2 separate regions of the Mus musculus genome follow, and region 2 is linked to region 1. Evidence: chromatin contacts called from public HiChIP or PLAC-seq data. All regions are on one chromosome and are shown on one strand. The core of a region is the stretch at or near the end of the contact, and the rest is flanking DNA. Distances in the headings are between cores, read along the strand shown.

What was found. HiChIP or PLAC-seq counts read pairs in DNA pulled down with a chosen protein or histone mark.
Region 2: a contact with region 1 is called in an H3K27ac HiChIP or PLAC-seq map of embryonic stem cells, with 5 read pairs. The contact joins the enhancer-like site here to the promoter of Fgf10 in region 1. A contact is called at or near these places in 4 of 39 promoter capture datasets (the 3T3-L1 cell line, the HPC-7 cell line, hematopoietic stem and progenitor cells and 1 more), 2 of 484 Hi-C or Micro-C datasets (nephron progenitors and pancreatic cancer cells), 3 of 115 datasets of contacts at active chromatin or transcription factors (embryonic fibroblasts and embryonic stem cells) and 2 of 9 other capture datasets (adipose tissue and liver).

What each region holds. Positions count from the first base shown.
Region 1 is chr13:118,711,547-118,718,702 of GRCm38.p6, forward strand. It overlaps Fgf10 (fibroblast growth factor 10), which reads left to right and starts at 3,153. Exons shown (of 3, transcript NM_008002.4): 1 at 3,153-4,165. The coding sequence starts at 3,838. RefSeq lists enhancers at 1-1,254, 122-994, cis regulatory regions at 400-1,662, 1,754-2,390, 2,951-2,961 and a promoter at 3,184-3,837.
Region 2 is chr13:118,772,540-118,779,695 of GRCm38.p6, forward strand. All of the region lies in intron 1 of Fgf10 (fibroblast growth factor 10), which reads left to right. Among named protein-coding and RNA genes, the nearest start is that of Fgf10, 61 kb to the left of the region's middle. Within about 2 kb of position 2,507, at least 9 of the 459 cell types and tissues checked have an H3K27ac peak or open chromatin away from gene starts, as enhancers often do. A contact at or near this core is called in embryonic stem cells, where this site is marked.

The DNA.
Region 1 (7,156 bases), core at 1,903-4,402:
TTACCTCTCTTTCTTTCAATAAAGATTTAGACTAATATCACTGGATAGGCTTAGGCCATAGAAACAGAGCATGCCTTGCAAGGATCGGATGAAAGAGACAGACAGCCTTTTTAGAATAGTGGGTACCATTCTAATCTGAAGCTTATTCTGCCCTTTCAATCTTAACAGAGAAACAATTAATAAAGGAACCCATTAAGACCTGATTATTGCAGCTAAAAAAAAAAAAGGAAGGTAGGTAGAATTTCAGTCCTTTGAAGTAACTGAGAATGATTCAGGCCTCATTACAGAGATATAATCTACATTCATACATTTATGTTAGTGATTCAAATCTATTGGGAGAGATTGGATTCCGTTAAATAGCGCATCTTTCCTGTGGAACTTTTCTCAGGCTTTCTGGGGCTAAGCTAAGAGGTGACTTCACAATGCAAAGTGGTGGGGGATTTAGGGATTCCACTGGGCCTCAGAAAACAAGGCAGTACAGAGAAGAAAAAGAAGAATGAGATATAATCTAAAAAGCTATGTCAGCTTTTCCTTTGGGCAATTTAGTAAATGTCCCGCCCCCTCCCTGCCATCACGCTGTACAGATGAGAGGCAAAAGGACTCGGGAACCCTCAAACATTGCACCTGCTGCTGACAAGTTTTAATGTGAAAGTTTTGAGAATGCCCTTTACCTCACTATAGGTAGAACTAAAGGCAAACTTTTAGCTAGAAAATCTGAACAGCTTTGACTGGAAATAAAGGTGATGGAGGGTTGGGGTGGGGGTCCGGGGAGGAGTGGGAGTGTTGGGCTGAAGAAGTGTCTGGTATGAATTTAAAAAACAGAAAAGCACTCAAGTTGGCATCAGTAATGTTGGTATCCAGTGTAAAGAAACCCCAAACTAATTACTTCCTGTGTTTAATAATTTTTCACAAAAGAATCTTTATTGTATGGTTCCATCAAACATATTTTTTTAAATGTAATTTCAATGGGTTGTCAATTCAAACATTTGAATTCTTCCTTCTTTGGAGGTGTGACTTAAATCCCTTAGAAACTGTCTACCCCTTCACTTGCTTGTCTACTCAGGTATAAAACTGTGAAGTAGGAAATTGAAATTAGCACTGTGGGCTCATTTTTCAATATCCATGCTTTAATTAAAGAAGCAAGACTTTGTTTGACGCATGCTCTTTATTTGCTTAACTTTTCAATTAATAGCTACAGAAATCAGCTAATCATATTAAAGTTAGAAATCTGCTGTGATGTTCGTCACGTTGTTGAAATCTTTTGAATGAGCATTGCAATGAGTTATAAATAATGCAATTAAAAATCTCGATTCTGGTATTATTAAGTAGTTCTATTTCAAAGGCAGTGAACACACAGAGAAATGGAAGAGCATGCATTCAAACCACTAAAATGTATTTGGGGAATCATTAACAACGTCTATCTCTAAGACTTTTGAATTTTAATTGTCTTTCTCCAGTTCCCAGTGAAGACTGAAACCCAGTGCGCATGACAGGGTTCCTGGCTTGTGTGTGCAAGCTCCTTTTGTAAATTGTTTCTGAATCACTATGCCAGTTGCTAACTCTCAAATTCACCTTGAAACCTCTGCTTCTCCCTCAGCCATTTAGGTTGAATCATGTGAAATCACCACCACCGTATGATATTGACCATTTGTTTTGCTTAGCCAGAACACAGATGTCTAACTGCCTCCCACAACAGAGTAATATATGTTCATGCAATCCTTCCAGCCAGCCGTTCCCTAGTTTAGATATTTTTCTTAAGGAAATGATCTCTGGTACTCAGAATTGTATCATACTCAGGTAGGAATGGATTATTACAATGTTTCCTCCTGGTACCTTTTTGTTTTGGGCAATAGTTTCCTGGTCTTGTGCTGACTTCTGTCTGTGTCTGGGTTGAAAGTTTGTTTCTGAGAGCAGGGGTAGAGTTGGGGGTTGGTGTGCACAAGAGTGTTTGTGAAAGGTCGGTAGGTAGTGAAGCTGCGTTGTAAAGTAGAGCCCTTTAAACATTAAGTTTGAAGATGGGCGGGGACCTCCTCTTTATGGTAAAATGCAAAGGAAATTGCATAGAGGAAAAAAAACAGGCAGCAGGGGATTTGGTCAAACTCTGTGATAAAATCTGCGATCGCAGGAAAGTGCGTAGGCTTTGAAGTCCATGCGTGATTCTGTAAAGGACTCGTGTTACCAATTAGAAATCAGTAACCTGGGTCCCTGATTTCATTTGCGCCAAGAGAGAGGCTATGTTTAAGGGTGACGATAAATCTCCCTGAGCTTAAAAAGACAGAGAGGGCCAAAGTGTGAACTTTTTACTTCAGCAACGGAAGCGAGAAATCAATGATTCATTAAAACCCGAGACCTCCTTGGAAGCTGGCAGGAGAGGAGGAAACGAAGCTAGCTCATTATGTCTCCCTTCTCGATTTTAGCTTCTATCAGTTTATAATCTGTTCTTGGAGAGAGTTTGCCCAGAGCATCCTCTTCTGCCTTCTCCCCAGCCCTCTTCCCTGCTTCTGGGATCTGGAAGGCAGAAACACATCCACACACAAAAGCCAAGCTCCAAACTCTATTTTCGCGGCCAAAAGGAAAAAAAGAAAAGAAAGAAAAAAGAAAGAAAAGGAAGGAAGGAAGGAAGGAAGGAAGGAAGGAAGGAAGGAAGGAAGGAAGGAAGGAAGGAAGGAAGGAAGGAAGGAAGGAAGGAAAGAAGAAAACTACAGTGGAAAACAAGTGAGCAAGGGGCTCCCTGTAGGGGAGGGGAGTGGTTCCCGCCGGAGGGCAGCAAAATTCGGAAAGCACGCGGACAACTCGCGCTGGTGGCCAGCGCTGCGAGCACAGGACGCCGGAGCCGCAATTAGCAGGAGCTGCAGGCTGCGGGGCGGCTGCGCCCACGGAGGCGGCGAGGAAGGGACCCGCAGCCCCCAGCTCAGAGCAAAGGCATCGCGCACTCCTCTCGCCCAAGATCCCCCCGCCCCCTCCCCGGTCCCTTCCCCCCTCCCTTTTCTCTGGCGTTCCCAGCAGCTTAGGGTTTCAGATGTCCCACCGCCGTTTGACCCCCTCCCCCCCTTCTCCACCCCTGCAAATGAGGTTTGACCAGCAGAGGCAGAGCCCACCTCTGGCTGAAAAGCACTGACATTTAGACTCCAGGCTTCAACCTGTTTACAAGCGGCTTTCCAAGGGACTTGGAGGTGGAGAGAAGGGCCCAACAAAACGCCAGCCGCCAGCCGCCCCCCAAACAAGAAGTGGCTTTCGGAAGACTTCACATCAACAGGCACCACCAAAAAGAGAAAGGAAGGAGAAGACAACAGCGCCTGGGCAGCTGCCTCCAGTTCTGACAACTCCAAAGAGACACTTTTTAAGTGGCCAGCAGGCTGGGACTCTGCAGAGAAGGACCAGAAGGTGCCAACCGCAGAGGGGCGCAGATGTCTTCCTGCACCCCCACCCCACCCACTTTGGGTTTTGTTCACCGTCCTGTCATCTGTTTTTCAGACCTCTTTTGCATCTAACATGGTGAAGAAAGGAGTGAAGAAGAGAACAAAGTAACCCCCGGGGGGAGCGAAGAGCTCTGGTGACCGACACCACCAGTTCCTACTGCCGCGGCCACCCACGTCCACTGTTCACCCTGAGACTGGAGAGACGCAGGCAGCGGATCCGAGGACGGAGCGAGGACAGGCAGCCGGTCCTTCCTAGAAGTTATGGATGTTGGTGCACTCGCTTCTGGCCAGATCCGTACCCAGAGGGAGCTATCCAGAAGCCACCACCTCCAGCTGTCTCTCTGCCTCGCAGCAGGTCTTACCCTTCCAGTATGTTCCTTCTGATGAGACAATTTCCAGTGCCGAGAGTTTCAGTACAATGTGGAAATGGATACTGACACATTGTGCCTCAGCCTTTCCCCACCTGCCGGGCTGCTGTTGCTGCTTCTTGTTGCTCTTTTTGGTGTCTTCGTTCCCTGTCACCTGCCAAGCTCTTGGTCAGGACATGGTGTCACAGGAGGCCACCAACTGCTCTTCTTCCTCCTCGTCCTTCTCCTCTCCTTCCAGTGCGGGAAGGCATGTGCGGAGCTACAATCACCTCCAAGGAGATGTCCGCTGGAGAAGGCTGTTCTCCTTCACCAAGTACTTTCTCACGATTGAGAAGAACGGCAAGGTCAGCGGGACCAAGAATGAAGACTGTCCGTACAGTAAGTAACAAATGCGTGCTCCTCTCCTTCCAATTATCCACCCCCACCCCACGCGGGGAGGGGGGGGGAGACAGAATCTGTTCCAGATGTGGCCAGCTAAATATTTATGTCCCCAACCCCTGTAAAATGATGAAGTGGAATACTTTCACACTAAATCAGCCCCCTCCCGAGTATACATTGTGCGCAGCATTTCCTCCACCATGCAAGCCTCCTCCACATCCCTTGCAACCCTGATTCCCTGATCTCTCTAGTCTGTCACTCACAGGATCACTCCTGGTGCTGTTCAGTTGCTGCTGCTAGGAGATGCCCCATTCTGTCTCCAATACCTTCCCCCATCTCACCCAGAGGTCTCCTTTCCCTCCCTTCTGGAAATGGCTCAAGTAAACACATTTTGTTTCTTTTCGCTGGCAATCTTAAGAGTTTTTGGGACAGACTCCTCAAGCTGAAAATAATTATCCCGTGTCAATTATGGGAGCTTTATGGGAACTTTAAGGAAGAAAAGTCACTTCCAGTCCCCAGCAAAAGCCCCACCATTTCTAGATAGAGGCCAAAGAGTTTATTTTCCCTGGTTTTGACTTTTTTTTTCACCCCCTCCTTTTGGGTCCTTCATTTCGGTTTGAGTGATTGCAGTCCATGAAGTTGGTCTTTCGGGCAGCACCGCTGCTATTTGTCTCCTGCCTGCCTTCTCTTGGTAACATGACGCTCATGTCTGCATTGTCAATAGCATATGCGCTGCTTTGTGGTGTCTTGTTGTACTGTTTCTTCTGAAACCTCTCATATTGCAGAGGCATAGTACTACAGCATTGTAAACATCTGGGACTGGATTCACGCAGACCTCACACAAATTTCATTGTCATCCTTTTATTTTCAAAGTAAAAGCCCACGTCTGTTTCCAAGGCTGTATCCCATAGGGCGAGGCTGGTCTCCCCAGCACACATTCTGCAGGGGATCTTTGGATCTCTTTCTCTCCTTTTTTCCTTTCTCTCTGGTCTTTCTTTTCGTTCTGTCTTGTGGGGGTGGGGGTGGGGAGCTGGGGGGCTGAAAGGGGAGGAAGAATGGGGAGAGAAGGGGTGGGTACCATGTCTCTTCTTGAATCAAGCCAGCCAAGCCAGATTATTCTGCTGGCTTCCTTTCCTGGTTACTTTCAAGTGCTGTGACTTATTCATCCTCCACTGATTGTTATTTGAAAGGATCCCAAGGCTATGTAATGGCACACTGAAGACAGTAGACAATGACATTTAAACATCTTTAATGACCGCTTGGCTTTATCTCTTTGGTAAATTCCAGGTCACCTTTCAAGGGGAACTTTTTGTGTTAGTTCTTTGGGAATTCTGAATATATATTGGCCAGCAAACTTAAATATGTGAGTCATCCATTTCCTAAGCTTTGACTCAGAATGTATCAGGTCCTGATGAAAGTGACAGATGAACAGAATTAAGCATTTTATTTTTCAATAAAGATTACAGGAATTAAGACTTCAGTTTTCTTCTCCGAGGACTCACAAACACCCAACATTAACTTTTGCTGATCTTCACTAGCTGTTATCCTGATGGCTTGTTAAAATTAGCAATGTGTTTATGAGCAATACATTGGCAGAAGCATTTGAATGTAATCTATGTTAAGTTTAGTATTGGAAATATTAAGTACCTTGTTAGAAATGGTATTAGTCAGGATGGTTGCTCCTCCTTGAAAGTCTGTTGCCATCTGAGTGTGATAGATCCTATAGATAACTTTTATGGCTAGATTACCTAATTTAATACTTCTAAAGTAGAATTGGGTGGTGGTACCCAGTTAAGAAAGGACTAACCTCGGAATTGCAGGTGTTTGTTTGTTTGTTTGTTTGTTTAATCCCCATGGGATGACTTCCTTTAGTTCATATGGAAAACATGAAGAAATGTAATAAACTTTCTAAGTTTTGATCTTTAGGTTACTTCCTTCTTTTTAATATTTTAATAAGAACTCACTCGTTGTTGCTCTGTTTTAAATGGGTTTTTAAAATGTGATGTAATGATCAACCTGCAGCTATTTTTGTTGATGATACTTAAATGACTATTTTGTAAAATATTGATTCCTGTGCCATGAACTACTTAGCAAAATGACTCCCGGGGAACACATTGAGTTTTATTTTTACAATATGAACTATCCCAAATGAGAAAATTATGCAACTTTTATTGCATAAACAAGGGCAGCAAATTTCCACCCTAACATTTTTTAAAAATAAAAATAGACATTATCTTTTTTTGTGGGATAACATATACTAATCACTAATATTCTCTTTGGAAATTATAAGCCAAATATATAATATAAGAAGACTGTCTTAATTAATAGTTTAAAAGGGAAGGAGGATGGTTATATTGCTAAATACTGCCAGACCATAACTAATTTAAGCTTTCCAAGAACATGTGTATCAAAGCATAGCAAGTGAAAAACTACAGATTGAGGAGGCCTTAATTTCACATGTGGCCCAGTAATCAGAATGCTGCTATCATCTCCAGCTGGGCTGATTCAGCTGAAATACATGGTATCATTAAGATGTTGCTTAAAGATTCCATAATTGCACGTAAGGAACATTTGCCACACCCACAGGGGTAGCCAGCCAGTCAGCCCACCAAATAGTAGCCTGTTAAATATTAGGATATCTAATCTCTGAAGAGTGTTAGTTCCTTGTCTAAAACCACATTTCAGTACCATTTCCCTAAACAAGATATTAATTAGTCCCAGTACACAAAGCTGTTCTTTTGGGGTTTGCTTATTTTAAGACTAAATTTTTTTTTTTTTTGGTTATATTTGATCCCAGTGTTATTGCTGCTAGAATACCATCACAGCTTACCTAAGAGCCTATATGTTTGTGATGCCTTGGATAATTGAACAGCTGTTTCACGGGCTCATTGCCAGCAAAATGCTAACAAAGGGTAAGAAAGGCACTCACTCATAAGTATCCAAAAAAAAAAAAGATTTTTAACTTCTTCCTCCAAAGCTAACACCCTGTTT
Region 2 (7,156 bases), core at 1,257-3,756, 60 kb after region 1:
GGACCTGGAAACACACCATATCTGTCTTTCTAGGAATATATGCTAATGGAAGGTAATGTTTCAAAATATAACACTTGTGAAATTCATAAGTCATGACTCCTGACATGTTCAAATAAGAATAGGTTTAGTCAAAGAATACACATGGAGGGACCCATGGCTCCAGCCGCATATGTAGCAGAGGATAGCCTTGTCAAGCATCAATGGGAGTAGAGGCCCTTGGTCCTGTGAAGGCTCAATGCCCCAGTGTAGGGGCATACCAGGGCAGGGAGGTGGGAGTAGGTAGGTGGGTGGAGGAACACCTTCATAGATGCAGGGGTAGGAGGGATGGGATAAGGGTTTGGGGGGGCAAACCAGGAAAGGGGATAACATTTGAGATGCAAATAAAGAAAATATCCAATAAAAAAAAAGAATAGGTTAGGGCTGTTTGTTTTTGTTGTTTTTAATCTTCACTGGGAAGAGACTTAATAAAGCATTACCTAGATCATGCTCTCTTATAGACAACTCTATAGAAGATTGTCTTAATTGCTAATTAATGTAGAAAGAGCCACTCTATTGTGCTACCAGTCCTGGAACAGGAGGTTCCTGAATAGTAGAAGAGATAAGAGAGCAAGAAGAGAGAAAGAAAGGATACAACTATGCAATTTATTTGCTCTTGACTGTGGGTGTGATGTGACTAATTGAATTCTTGCCCTGACCTCCCTGAAACCACAGCCTATGACCTGGAATGATAAGCCAAATAAAACCTTTTCCCCAAAGTTGCTTTCTATCAGAGAATCTGTCATGGCAACAGAAAGGAAAGTAGGATAACCGATGAGACAAAACAGCTAGAAAAATGTCTAGCTGAGACTGTGGAAAGACACATTAGATCACTAACTCCAAGTATTTGTTGACTACCCTGGGGCATAGGGCCACAACACAATCAGGGGCCTTCTCTTCCATTGATGAGAGATAAGGCCATCCTCTGCTACATTTGCAGCTAGAGCCATGGGTCCCTCCATGTGTATGCTTTAGTGTCTGTGTTTGGTGACTGTATATGGAATGGAGTCAAGTTTGATTTGTAAGAAATATCTTAAACAGAATTCAGCAAGTCAGCAAAATTTTAAAGAATTATATTTGGATTTCGTGGTAATATTTCTGACATTATTAAATACTAGATCAGTGCCAGTGGGTTGACTATTTAAAGTTATACTTGTATGTGTGTGTGTGTGTGTATGTGTGTGTGTATGTGTGTGCGTGTATGTGTGTTTGATGCTGTGTATGAAACACAAGACTTTGAACATGCTAGATAAATTCTCTGTCACTGAGCTGTATCCACCAGACCAAATGCTCAAACTTTTTCATTAAATTACCAGTTAATTAAATACAGTCTTAAATGTGTAATTCTTAGGATTGGCCTCCGTTCTGATCCATAAGATCAAACTGATGTCTCAGTTCTTTTCTATGTCTTGGGTTACTAAGTGAGAATGTAAAAGACCATTTGGTCTTTAAGAAGATAGGAAATATACATCTCCTCATGGAACATTGGTAATGACTTTTCTCATTGGACCTCATTTCTTTTTGTAATTCTCAATGTCAAGTGTCTTGGAAGACACTGCAGCTTATAAAAAAAAAATAGCTGGCCTGCATTATGCAGAACAGGAATCCCATGTCTATAACTATACCAGATACCTCAGACTTAGACTATTCATTGGCTCACTATGCTGTCCTTCTTTGAAAAAAAAAATCATTTTAGAAAAAGCATATTCTTTCAACCCTGGGTTGAAAGGCTGGGGATAAAATGAATCCCAATTGTACTGAACCAGTGTCACAACCATGAGCATAACATTAAGGGCAACATACAGATCTTTACTCCTTAGATTATCAATACAAATCATTTGAAGATGTCCATAAAAGTTGTTGAAGTCTCCTAAATTTCCTTTAACATTTCTACAGTCATATTTGTAAGAAAGCAAATCTGATAATAAAATCTTTAATAAAATATTTATATTTTTATGTTATATGTATGCACATTTCGTCTGCATGTATGTTATGTGCATCATGTACATGCCTGGAGCCAATGAAGGGCAGAAGAAGGAATTTGGTTCCCGCAGTCCTCTGCAAGAGCAGGGCATGCTCTTTACCGCTGAACCATTCTCTAAACCCTCTGATGATATTACTCCAAGTCTTTAACGACACGGCCAATGAAACAATACATGTATAGTGCTTAGGTCCCAAATTCATATTTTGTCAGTTCTGTAGCTATCAAGAACCCCACTCCTGTCATTCAGAAGAAAACCCTCTTCTAGTCACAACTCTCAAAAGCTTTTTCCAGGGAAATTAAAGGCTGCCATTATTTGTATCTCTTCCTGGGTTGGTTCTACCCCTCTCCACATGGTTTTGCCTCTGTTTTTGTGCCATCAAAGCTGTCCCTGCCTCTGAGCTGTAATGTACAGAGCAGTGGGTGGTCCTTGCACTGGCGGAAAATTCACATGCTGGAAAATCTTATGCCAGGGTCCCAGCCTAGATCTATGGAGTAGAAGAACCTACCAATCTGTGTTTAAACATGCTGTCCAGGTTGCTAAGGCGGTTTGAGTTTGGAGACCACAATGGTAAATTAGTTAACCTGCCACCATAGTGATCCAGCTGACAGGACACAGATTTACTAGCCTTTCCCTAAAATGCCAACACCCTGTGAGCACTAAAGCAGTTTGTCCCAATAAACAAATAAAAATCTAAGAGTCCGGAGTGCAACTGACTTTCCTGTATTGTTTAGTTATCCAGCATCAGGGGTGCAAACCCTGGTTCTTCTGCTTTTGCATAGCTATTGCTTAATTCACTTCCAAATTTCATGACCTCAAGTGTGACCTTGCAGTTCCTTTGAAAAACATGTGGTAAGTAGAAACAGGAATTAAGGGAAGGAGAAGCTAACTAAAAAAAACAAAAAACAAAAAAACAACAAAAAAAACCAACTCCCCAAAATTTAATATCACATATATTATTTTGAGCTACACTCAACATAGTGATTACTTACACATTATTTCAAAAGAAATTAATTGTTGAATTAGCCTAATACACTATCTCAGACAGGTCAAAAACATGTTCTCATTGCTACTGTATGCAAAATAAATTTTAGAGTGCTTGTAATCCAATATGACAGATGTGACTCCAAAATAAATGATATTTTATTTTGATTAAAACCCAGACAGGTTCAAACTGGTAGTAAACTAACAGACAGTAACATGCCCAGCTCCCTTTCATAGGGCAATAATCTTTTTGATCTTTTTTTTATATCAAATATTTATGGAATATTTTGGTGACACAGAACATCCAAGATTTTGGTGAGAGTTTTTAACTCTACAGGCTCTGAATGATGTTTTTTTTTTAATTATTATCATATAATCATCAAAGGGAAAATAACAGCACTAGAGACTGCTCCAGACAATAGGCCAGCTGTTCAGACAGTCATGGTAATGGAGAGAAGGATTATGGGAACTGGGGTCAACTCTGTGACAAAGGTAACTGAGGTTTTTTTTAAAGGAAGACAGATAGGGTCTGTATTAGTACCTTTTCTGTTGCTATGACAAAATACCTAAAACTGTGTACCATGTAAGGAATAAAGGTTTATTTGACTCATCATTCCAGGGGGCAGAGAGTTCAATATCAAGGTACAGACATCTGTCAAAGCCTCCTTGAGGCATCATTGGTGAAGAAGAACAGATTAGCTCAGGTCTCTCTGTGTATGTAGCCATGAATGCCACCACAGAAACCTACCTTAATCGTGGGTCTCTATTTAGCCATAAATGTCATCATATAAATCTACCTCACTTTCATGACTCTATCGAAACCTTTGGTATATTACTAATAGCAGTTTTATTTAATAAAGCTTAACACTGTAGAAAGAGTAAAGGCTTTGTATCCAAATATCAAATCAACTATATTCAAGACAGTATATGCCCACTAATTTATATAATTTTGCCAAAGCTTTCTCCAGCTTGCAAATAACACAAAGCTTAACTCTGATATATTTTGTTAAATTAATTGGGAATTTGAGTCATATATAAGAGTACAAAGCCCACGAGGGGCCTTTATAACAGCTTTATTTGTGTTACCTATTATTTTCAAATAAATTTAAGGGAGTTGGAGATACAGCTTAATGGCAACATACAAATATTTTGTTGTCTTCCACTGATCAAAAATGAACATTGCTTAAATTAAAGATCCTACATGAAAAATAACCGTTTAACACCATGTTCAAAATTCCTCTACTTATAATTATATTAACTAATAGTTGAGCATATATTCAAAATTTATTAAAAAGACCCTCTAGATTTACAATAACTTACTTATAACTGATATCAAATATACCTTAAAATTCATTTTTTCTTTGAATTCATTTTGAAGTTATTTTTAATTTCATGTTTCTTTTAGTGAGATATGAACTTATTTATTCATAATTTCACAAATAGGACTCCTAGCAAAAACAAAAATTGTAGATTTTAGAAATGCCCCCATTTTGCCATGCACAGTCAATTGATTCTCTTGGCATTCTTGACTATCTACCAAGTGTATATTATGAACAACATGTATCTATTACGGTTCTTTAATGAATATGAATTATACAGGAGATAAATCCCAGTGTGATTCTTAGGGGACCAAATGCATAGCCATGACCTGCTGCATACTTCTCTGTGTGCCTACTTAAGCTCTGATGTACACAACTGAAAAGTGAGGGTGACCAAGGTGTTCTTCCATGTTAGCATAGAGTAGATCAGTTTGAGGCTCTACAATTACAATTACAATGGGAAAGAGGGAGAGATTTAACTTTAAAAGATTTAAATTGTAATGCCATTAAACTAAACATGACATATTTCAAAATATTGATTAAAACTAGCAAAGTATCTAAGTATTTTAAATGTCCTTGGGCTTGGTAATAGATATCTTTACCACTGAGCCATTTGTCCGAGTCTCCAAAGCTTTTACTAGAAATAATTGTAGCATCATATAGGTTGCAAAAATGGAGAGAGGTCCCATATACCCTTCACTCACTCTTAAGCAGGAGACTCTTTCAAATGGCATTGCATTTTATGTAGACACATACAAATATAATAGCAGCTGATCTAACAAACCTCAAAAAATTCTGGAGTTCCTTTCCAAGAATGATCCATATATATCTATATCTATCTATATCTACATCTACATCTATCAATCAATCAATCTATCTATCTATCTATCTATCTATCTATCTATCTATCTATCTATCTATCTATCTATCTATCTATCTATCTATCCATCCATCCATCCATCCATCCATCCATCCATCCATCCATCCATCCATCCATCCATCCATCCATCCATCCATCTATCTATCTATCTATCTATCTATCTATCTATCTATCTATCTATCTATCTATCTATCTATCTATCTGAGACACCTGCAGACTTGGTTCCTCCCAAAGAGGTGTCCACATACACAGGTGCTTGCAATAAATGCAGCCACTGTCTGGGTCCTATGAAGCTTTGAAATTATGAATTGGTGACCTGTGGTACAACCCAGACTTACTTTCAGAATTCAAAAGGGCATTAAATCACCTAAGTCTTTCCTTTTGTTCTATTTTGAAAGAATAGCAAACTTCCTTTGAAGGCAAAGGTAAACTTATTCTGATATAATCATTAAGCAATACACATACATTCTTGAGCATCATATGATGGCCCTTAAATATGTACATTTTAATGTCTCAATTTTAAAATGCTTTAAAGTAAATATTTATATGCTTGCCCAAACTAGATATAAAGTTAAAAGGGGGGGGGTGTCAGTCCTTTAAACACTGAGTTCCCATTTGAGGTAAAACACAGAGTTCCAAGTGTATTTTAGCAGATTCTCTGACACGTTGTGTGCCAGAGTCTCCAAAGAGCCAGCCATGGATTTGGTGATATTCATACCATGTTGTTTCCTTTATTCAGCTTGGTCTCATTTTTTTTGTTTTTTGTTTTGTTTTGTTTTTTGAGACAGGGTTTCTCTGTGTAGCCCTGGCTGTCCTGGAATTCACTCTGTAGACCAGGCTGGCCTCGAACTCAGAAATTCACCTGCCTCTGCCTCCCAAGTGCTAGAATTAAAGGCATGCGCCACCATGCCCGGCTTTGCACTCCCTTCTTTAGAGGCACAGAGGCTTAAATTTTTTTTTTTTTTTTTGTTTTTTTTTTTTGTTTTTTTTTTTTTTGAGGCTTAAATTTTTTACATCACATCGGAATGCCACGTGCTGTCTAGTTAGTATCTTCTCCTTGTCATAAGTTTATTAAAGTTTACCCCCCCTCTGAAACTCTGAAATTTTCCCAAGTGGCACCCCAATATCATTGGGAGAATAGCATGTTGTCATTTAATAATGAGTTATATTGCTAAATGGTTTCTTTAGAAACCAATTGTAGGAAGGAGAAAGAGAAGGAAAATGAAAATAACCAGATGTGAAGAGAGAAGCCACAGGACTGAACTTGTCTTGACCTTGTATGTGAGCTATATAAATTATCTTTATCATTTATTTTCTAATCTATAACTGATGACAAGAATGGCAATACCTCCTTGATGAACAGTTATAGATATTACAGTCATTCACCACAAGAGAGCACTTTTTAAATTATTCAAATGAATATGTGTATGAGTACCCTGAGGGCAACAACCAGCATAGGGTAATGTAAAAGTAAATTTTATTCACCTGATGTAATTGTTGTCTGGGAGGCTTATTGCCTTCATCTGCTAGGCCTAGAATGTTTGCAGCCTCTGAGATTTGTTGCTGAATAAGCTCACCCTTCCTTGTTCTTTCTAAGCTCTACTTGGCTGGTTCAACTCAGATGTTCCGGATCAAAGTCCTCTCTCCCAGATGACTTATTCAATTTGGCTTTTTTGCGTTGCTCTGCTTGGCATCAAACTAACTCTAGCAATCTTTTATAATATTCTAGCTCCTTCTCATTCTCTTGCTCATTCTGTCTTTCCCTGTGTCTAGCTTGTTCTCTCTTCAATCAGTCTCTATAAAACTCTCCCAGTAAAACTGCCTCCTCTCTCTCTGAGCTGCTCTAACTCCCACTCTACTGCACTGGTCTCCACGAGCTCTACTGTATCCTATACTGCACTCTCTTCCTCCTGTACTGCCTGCTCTACCTTAAGTCACTTCCCTTTGCTCTCTCT